Linked DNA regions of Mus musculus: region 1 is linked to region 2. A link is a contact called in public ChIA-PET data. All regions are on one chromosome and are shown on one strand. Each heading gives the region's core, a stretch centred on a gene start, on an enhancer-like site or on the middle of the called end of the contact. The rest is flanking DNA. Distances are from core to core; before and after follow the strand shown.

What was found. ChIA-PET counts read pairs in DNA pulled down with a chosen protein or histone mark.
Region 1: a contact with region 2 is called in an RNA polymerase II ChIA-PET map of memory CD8 T cells, with 2.1 times the contacts expected there. The contact joins the promoter of Epsti1 here to the enhancer-like site in region 2. A contact is called at or near these places in 4 of 39 promoter capture datasets (the C10 cell line, cranial neural crest and macrophages), 17 of 484 Hi-C or Micro-C datasets (B cells, the C10 cell line, CD8 T cells and 10 more), 7 of 115 datasets of contacts at active chromatin or transcription factors (CD8 T cells, the SCID.adh cell line, bone marrow-derived dendritic cells and 3 more) and 3 of 9 other capture datasets (adipose tissue, liver and macrophages).

Annotation. Positions count from the first base shown.
Region 1 is chr14:77,902,757-77,906,795 of GRCm38.p6, forward strand. It overlaps Epsti1 (epithelial stromal interaction 1 (breast)), which reads left to right and starts at 1,483. Exons shown (of 12, transcript NM_029495.2): 1 at 1,483-1,908. The coding sequence starts at 1,730.
Region 2 is chr14:77,859,300-77,863,341 of GRCm38.p6, forward strand. The region is part of intron 1 of Dnajc15 (DnaJ heat shock protein family (Hsp40) member C15); the gene reads right to left. Among named protein-coding and RNA genes, the nearest start is that of Dnajc15, 14 kb to the right of the region's middle. Within about 2 kb of position 1,287, at least 36 of the 459 cell types and tissues checked have an H3K27ac peak or open chromatin away from gene starts, as enhancers often do. A contact at or near this core is called in CD8 T cells, CD8 central memory T cells, the SCID.adh cell line and 5 more, where this site is marked.

The DNA of each region.
Region 1 (4,039 bases), core at 233-2,732, 44 kb after region 2:
ATGTGTCCATGATCTCAGAGTGATGTAAGGCCTCCCTTCCCTCCCTCCACTGCCCCTGGGGATGGATCAGTTCTCCCTGGTGTTCATTTGCTTGTTTAGTTTTGTTTGTTTTCTTTAACCTATGTTATCTCTAGTTTGGTTTGGGTTTTAATGTCTACTTTGTATTTCCCACACAGCGGCCTTACTGCTAATACACATCTCTGGCCTAGCTTTACTAACCAGGTCCTCAGTTTTTCTTCCTGTTATTAACCTGTTCATTTTTCCATCTCGCCTTCACTTTGACTTTCTCAAGCTCTATGGAGAGCCCCCCTGCCCCTGCCTCCACCCCCCTGTTGCCGGTTCTTCCCCCGCTGGCCCACCCCCATTGCCGTCTACATTGCCTTCAGCACTGGTTCATAGAATGGTCTTGGATCAGCCTCACTGAGAACTGTTGGAAGGGCAATTCCTTAGGCCCACTCCAGAGCTGAACTCTAGGGTAAGCACCTACATACCCGTTCTAACACACCCATCATGTGGTTCTAATCCTCTCTGAGCTTTGAGACGCTCTGGCCCACTTAACCAAGCCCCAACACCTCCTCGTTGTGGTGTGTGCAGCAGACTATGCACTCCAATGGCCACTGCCTTCTCCCTTCCTATTTTACCACTTGCACTTAACGACCTTTCAGTTTTATTCTCTTATTAGCTATCCAACATGCATTTGTCTTTCTGCTCTAAGCACCAATAATAAATAAACCAAGACAGTGAAACTTCTGGGCGGCCAGTTGCCAAGCAGAAAGGCTCTGCCGTAGGACGTCACCTGGATGGGTACACACCACATAATTTTATAGCAGAAGCCCTGTCATAATGCCCTACCACCACCACCCCAGCCACACAGTCACATCAGGATTTTCTGGAACCTTAAAAACAAAACTAAACAAACAAAGGATGCCAGAACATAGTCCAAGACCTATGGAAATAGTCTTGTAAACCTGGTCTTTGTTTTTAACGTTTCAACAGAGCTGGATCACTGGAAGCTGTGCTTAGGACCGGCATTCAATCCGTCGGTTTTTGAATGCTTAGTCAATCACTTAGAGAGGCTAACAGGCCCTCGGCTCTGCCTATCCCTCAGCTCGCCTCTCCAGCTCTGCTGTTTTGTTTGTTTGTTTGTTTGTTTGTTTTTCTTTCTTCTGATTTCACTTTCCACTTCCTCTGACCGCCAAACAGCAGCCACAACTAACAAACGGAACTATTCTTTTTCTGTTCCATTGCTTTTAGTTATTGTCCTAATCTATGGGGACTCAAGGTAATATGTCCCCGGGTGTCCAGCTTCTGACAGTGACCTCAAATCAGGGACACCCCTTAAACAGCTCAAGTTTCTCCAGGTTTCTGGCTATTTTGCACCAGCTTAGAAGCTTCCCAAGGCTCATCATAATGATCTCTGGTGCTCTCTGCAGTGGCTATGAATCCCTGAGCCCGATCACCTGCAGCTGGGTGAACCAGCTCAGTTCTTCAGCCTTGCTAGAGGCAGGCTCAGCCCAGGAAGCTAACCTGTGAGAAAGTCCAAGGGTGTCCGGGTAGAGAATGAATGAGGAAGTTCTCTGAACCCAGCGGGTGGTTAAAGAGAAATCGAAACTCAGCTGTTAAAACCGCTCTCCTTGCTCTTCAGAACCCCTTCCTCGAGCCTCCTTAGAAGCCCTTACCAGCATCCGTCCCTCAAAGGCTGTGGCCAGGACCCCACGGGCTGTGGACCATGTACACCCGCAGTAAGGTGGTGGGCCCAGGCTTGGGCACTTCCTCCATCTCTCGGGACCACGCTGGAGCTGGGCAGCGCAGGGAGCTGGGCTTGCAGCAAAACCGGAGACAGAGTTTGGAGGTGGCAGCTCCCGAGGGCCCCAAGATGGAGAGGCAGGGGCATGCTGACCAGGGAAGGTAAGTATTTGCAAGCTGCCTTGGAAGCAGGAAGTCCTGTTCCCGAATATAATCAGGCCCCAGGTACCTTCCTGGTCTTTGGAGTTTGAAATCACAGAGGCTTAATAACAGGGATTTTGAAAGAGTTATATATCATTTACCTCTTTAAAATCACCTAGGAATTGATTTATTATGCCTTGCACCTGCCTGTTTGCAGACCTTTATAGCAGATTCTCACCCCCAGTCCACTGATTCTTAAGACTGGCTCAAGGATTAAAAGATGAATACATGCAACCTGGGCTTTTCATTCTTTATGAAAGTAAGTTTTTCTTTACTAGAGAAAGGGGTGGCGGCTCTAAATGGGACTACCATGCTAGAATAAAGGCAAGAAGGAGCGTGATGCAGAGGGTCCAGATAGCCTTAAAGCTATCTGGAAGTTCTCTAATGGTCTAACTTAAAGTTTCCATCAGTACAGCTGGGAGTGAGGACCCCAGACGCTCAAGATTGGATTGCATGCTAAGCAAAGCAGGGACTCATAGGAGGCGTTTATTCTTGATCTGCTGTTTAAGGACTGACGGTGGCATCCTGAACTCGAGCTCCCCCCCCCAATTTTTTATTAGATATTTTCTTCATTTACATTTCAAATGCTATCCCGAAAGTCCCCTATACCCCCCCCCCCGCTTCCCTACCCACCCACTCCCACTTCTTGGCCCTGGTGTTCCCCTGTATTGGGGCATATAAAGTTTGAAAGCAAGCTTTGTAGAACACCAGCGACCCTCTCCTTGCACGGGGTGGAATGGGCTTTTTTTTTTCCCACTCAGCACCATGGTTTGAAGTGCCGCCTCTGTGAATTAGAACTGTACAAATGGTTTTATTTTTAGTTTCCCTGCTTTGCAGCGACTTCTTTGTTGCAAGAAAGACAAATGCTGGTTGCTAAGGAACAGCTACCTAACCTTATGACCAATACACACTAGCACTAGAGATTCTTTCATCCCCATGTCGTTTCTGAAGGTAGGGAGGTTATGATACCATTCAGGGTAGCTACCCTTAGATGGGGCAGGTGATCTGGGAGTCAATCAGAGACTGTGGAATTTCTCTCAGAATAACTGGCATCTTGCCATAACCGAAGTTCATTAACTCCGAGTCACATGTCTATAAACTGGTCTCACACTTATGAGTAGTTAATGATAAAAATCCTTTTATTAGGAAGCATCCATTTAGATATAAGCACGTCTTTGTATGCTCCTCTCATCTCGTGGGCACTAAGCAGTTGTCTCTTTCTGTTTTCTGATGGGATGCTAATCGCTCCCTCGTCTTGCTGGACCAAATCCCTCTGAAAGGAACAGTTTGCTGCTAGAACATTAGAGAACTTCCTGAAAGACATCAGTTGCTTCATTAGAGTTGGCGGTAGTCAGCAGCATTAGAGAATGCTCTCCCCTTTGGGTGCTTAACATCTGAGTGTTTGGACCACTCTGGATTCAGCTTGTATCTTTATTCACTATGTCAACTCGCTGAGTTGCTTCCTTAATTAAGTTGGTAGGTAAAGGGGCTTGCATGAGAGCAAAACAAAACGGCATCTCAGTTAACACAACAACAAAAAATTAGGAAGGTCTTATTTATCTGGGGGAGAAAATTTAGGAGATGTGTGTGTGTGTGTGTGTGTGTGTGTGTGTGTGTGTGTGAGAGAGAGAGAGAGAGAGAGAGATGGAAAATAAGAAAGGAGGATGCTAAGTGTCTTAATAGTGCATTTGTGTGGCAAAGGTAACTTTAACCTCATTTGTAGGCAACCTTCTTCTGTTAGTTCATGTGGGCAACAGATTCAATGTGGGGATTACAATCATAGGCTTTGATGCCTAGTCGATGAGTTCAAGTTCTGATTCTATGGTGACTTGCTCTCTGAATATCATGCTTAGCTACTATGTGCCTCCATTTTCTCATTACTAAAGGTGACATGATCGCATCCTTTAAGCTAGTGTTCAGTAAATGCTGACAAGCTGACAGCCATGACTTCATGTAACAGCCATTTATTGATGATGCTATCATGAGAAAACATATTGACTTAAAAGACCTTTTTTACAAAATAAAATACACAAGTGCTCTGGTAGTTTTGTGCCAATTTGACAGAAGCTAGAGTCCTTTCAGAAGAGGGAAC
Region 2 (4,042 bases), core at 37-2,536:
TGGCTCATAAACATGATAAAATATTCAAGAATACACAGAGAATTCCAGCAACAATGAAAATATTCTTGCCAGAATGTAAAGCTCTATATTCTATTTGTCGAACTTATTGATGCATTCCAAACTGCTAGCAAATCTGCACACACTCTACGGTTATTATTAGGATAAAGTGTATGAATATCTATAAAGGTCTTAGCACAATGGGCTGGCACATGTTAAATAGTAAATGTCAACTGCTTTAATAAAATCAGTAAAATAACCATCCAATATCAACTGTGTGTGGTGTGGCACAAGTCTTAGCAGAGTCCTTTGTCCCTTGTATTTATCTAAGTACAGGAAGATTCAAAGAACTGATTTCTGAGGAAGACTCCAGAAAATTAATTGATCTTCCCTAGGTTAAATACACAATTGTTTATAAAGCTTTAAAACTGAGGTGAGACAATTAGCCAGCTGGGAGTCAGGGATCAGAAACAAGAGAACTCCCCCACTACAACATCTCTTTCTGTTTTGCACTTAATGAGATCAACTGGCTGCTCTGTTCAATCACAAATGAGGAGCATTTTAAATCATTGCCAGCTACAAAATGAATGAACACACCTTCCACCAGGAACATGTGACTGTTACCCTGAGTCTGATAATGGCCTCCAAGATCATCTGCACAGTGCATGTGACTACCTTACTACTAGCAAGAGAATGATCTAAGTCCTAGTCAACCACAGATGCACAAATAATTTAAATTTTTGAATATAATCAAGCCCACCCATAAACACGAAAGAGGTAACATGCTCTACCACCTGCTCAATGAGGTCCTGTCTGGCAAGGCCACCTGCTACTGCTGGCCAGAGTCTTACACTTTTGCTTCCAAATACACAACTCAAGTTCTTTTCTAAATAAAGCTTACTTTCTGGCCTGTAATGTCCATTTATAAATCCTTTTACCATGAAATCAATACTGTGGACAAAAAGGACTTGGATCTCCTTGGTTCCTCTCCTATATAACAGCATTACTCTAGTTTCAAACTCTTTGTATGATAATTTTTGCAACATTTTGCTAATGCAAGAATTAAAAAATATGAGAAATGGCTGCCGACAGAAAGCTTCTATTGTAAAAAGGGATTCCTATGTGATTACAGATGACCTTGTTCCACCTTATCAGCTGAAATAATCAGCTGAGTGAAAGAAACAGACATGAATGTCTGTTGAGCAAACAATTTCAGAAGGACAGAGTGAAGGAGAGACACATAAGCCCCCAGAGCTGCAAGTTTCCCATTCTCAAGCCCCTTATTCTACCAACTTTTCATCTTGGCAGACCCCTCAATTTCCTTAGGGAGAGAGGCTGCCCCTTGCTGTGTGTGGTAATAAACAGTTCCATCTAATGAGGTCAGGCTCCGGTCTCTTTATCGATTGTCTTCAGAAATCTAACAGTTGCTTCTACTATTACAAAGAGATTTTATTTCAATACTAAAGGTATTTTATTAGGAAATATTAACCCCCTAGGCAATCATTTTATTCTAATAATAATGTAACTACATTGTTTTTAAAAGTAACAAACCAATTTAATTCAATTAAGCACCAAGAACTCTAATTATTTCCCTACTTGCTTCCCCAGGCCCATTCTCTACCAGCCTTTGTCTAGTTGTGTATTTTCTCCTCATTTCTCTTATCTCTAAAACTCTACCACTCAGTACTCATGCCCTCTGACCTCTGGCTGCCAACAGGATGAAGGTGAAACAGCATATGACTCCCCAGTTTCTTTTCTGCCTTAATCTTCCTGGGCTGAGGGTCTATTGAATGAGTGTTTCTTCAAGGCTGAACTCTCAGATTTCTGCTCAGTTTAGAGCCTTGCCTCCTCGATTAAGGGACATTCCCCAGCTCTTGCTTCTCTCGGTGATTTGTTGTCTCTTTTTGATTAACTTCTGACCTGGTCTGCGGATCAGTCAACAGGGTCTGCAAGGGAGAGAGTGGGGATGGCAGGGCAAGAGACACGAAGGAAGAATGGAGACAAGACAGTCGGTCTGATCTAGTCTCAAGTCTCCTTTGTTGGAAGGTAACTAAGTACTTTTCAATATAAGTACAAGCTGGGGAGTGCAGCTGTACCACTTGTTAACCACAAGTCCAGAATGTGTAGGAGAAAAACAAGATGTTATCAGAGTGTGTTCAGCTGTGGTGGGTTTCTTGCAAAAACATCATGCTAGGAAAACAAGTCTCTCATCAGGGTGGAAAAGTACCACCTGTAAGTAAATGCCCAAGATGGCTGCAGAGATGATAGCTGCTTTCTGCTAAGAGTCGGCTCCCAACAAACTTCCCCTGCCCACACCCCAGCAAATACTTCCTTCATCAAAATATCTTCAACAAAATCATCCATATATTACAACTAGAACTTTCACTAATGTGCCTCTTATTACCTGCCACTTTATTACATATATACATACATACATACATACATACAGGGTCTCTATCAAATGTGTCCTATTAAGGACCCTGCACATAGTAGGCCTCCAATATTATCATCTCCATGAGAGTCTCCAAAGATCTTTATTGATATTCTTGTTACAATATTTACAATACTCTATTTTTATTAAAAATCAATGTATTTATTTCTTCAAGTTGTATATAGAGACTGCTTTTGTCTCTTGCAGCTTTCTAGGTATCAAGAGTTGTTATAAAGGGAAAAGTGAAAAAGGATTTATGACTTTTAAATACACTAACAAATAAACACAAGTTAGATAGATCATGGGATTGAGTAAGTTCCATTAAGTAAGACCAAGACTGTGCAATCGTATCTAATTTACACACTAAAGGACAAAGAATGGTAAGACTACTCAAAAACTCATTTTATTTACTGTAATTAAAATGCCCTATTGGAAAGGAAAAATATCTGAATTATCTCTTTTAAGTATATTAATTTCTACAGTTTATGTATAGCATAAACAACTGATTGCACATTCACAGTAGGTGGATGATTTTGTTGAAGATAATTTGATGAAGCAAGTATTTACTGAGGGAGACATGGAAACTGAAGTCAATCTGAAAAATTGACTCTACACAACTAGCTTTCTACTTTAAAAGTCAGAATAAGTCCTTTTAATCAAGTTAAATATGAAAATGTTAAGTAAAATATTAGACATAAACAGAATTAAATCAAAGCTTAGTTGATATAGGATATTATGTCTTTTTCATTCACTAAAATGTTCCTGCCATTGGGAGCTGAGTATACTTGGCCCGGGCCTGTAATCCTAGCATTTGGGAGGCAAAGCAGTAGCTAGAGTTGGAGGCCAACCTGGCCTACAGAGGGAATTTGACGCCAGCTTATACTACATAACAAATTTCCACCTTGATTTTTGTTTTAAGTCCATCAGTCCTTTTATTTATTTTTTAAATTATCTGTTTATGTGCAAAAAGGCTTGTGCTTATGAGTACAGGTACCCAGGGAATCCAGAAGAGAGTACATCTCCTGGAGCTAGAGTTGCAGGCAGTTAAGAAGTACTCAACATGGTGGCAAGGAAATGAACCCGGGTCTCAACAGGAAGAGCATGTACTCATCACCATCTATATAGCACCTGGTCTTTCTTTTGAAGCACAAATACAGAGTTATAAATTACCAATAATTCTTTTTAATCCTCTGCATCTGGGAATGACTCATATGGAGAGGAAGCCACATTTCTAATTCCACATAGAGAAAGCAGGAAACATAAGAGAGTCAATCTTTAGTCTGACAAATAGTTCACACAGAACAGATTAATTTGACCGTAATTTGTGTATGTGTGTATGTATGTATGTATGTATGTATGTATGTGTGTATTCACATGTGGATGTGGACATATGTGTGTATGTAAGTAGAAGCCAGAGTTGCATCCTTGTAACAATCACTTTTTTTTCTTTTTTTGAGACATGGACTCTTACTGGCCTAGAACACACGGAGTACTACTTGTGAATCCCAGAGATCTGCCTGCATCTAACTCTCCAGTGTTGGGATTTCCAAGTGTGCTCTGTTATACTTGGCTTTTCTTAATGTGGGTTCTAGGATACAACTCAGGCCTTCATGC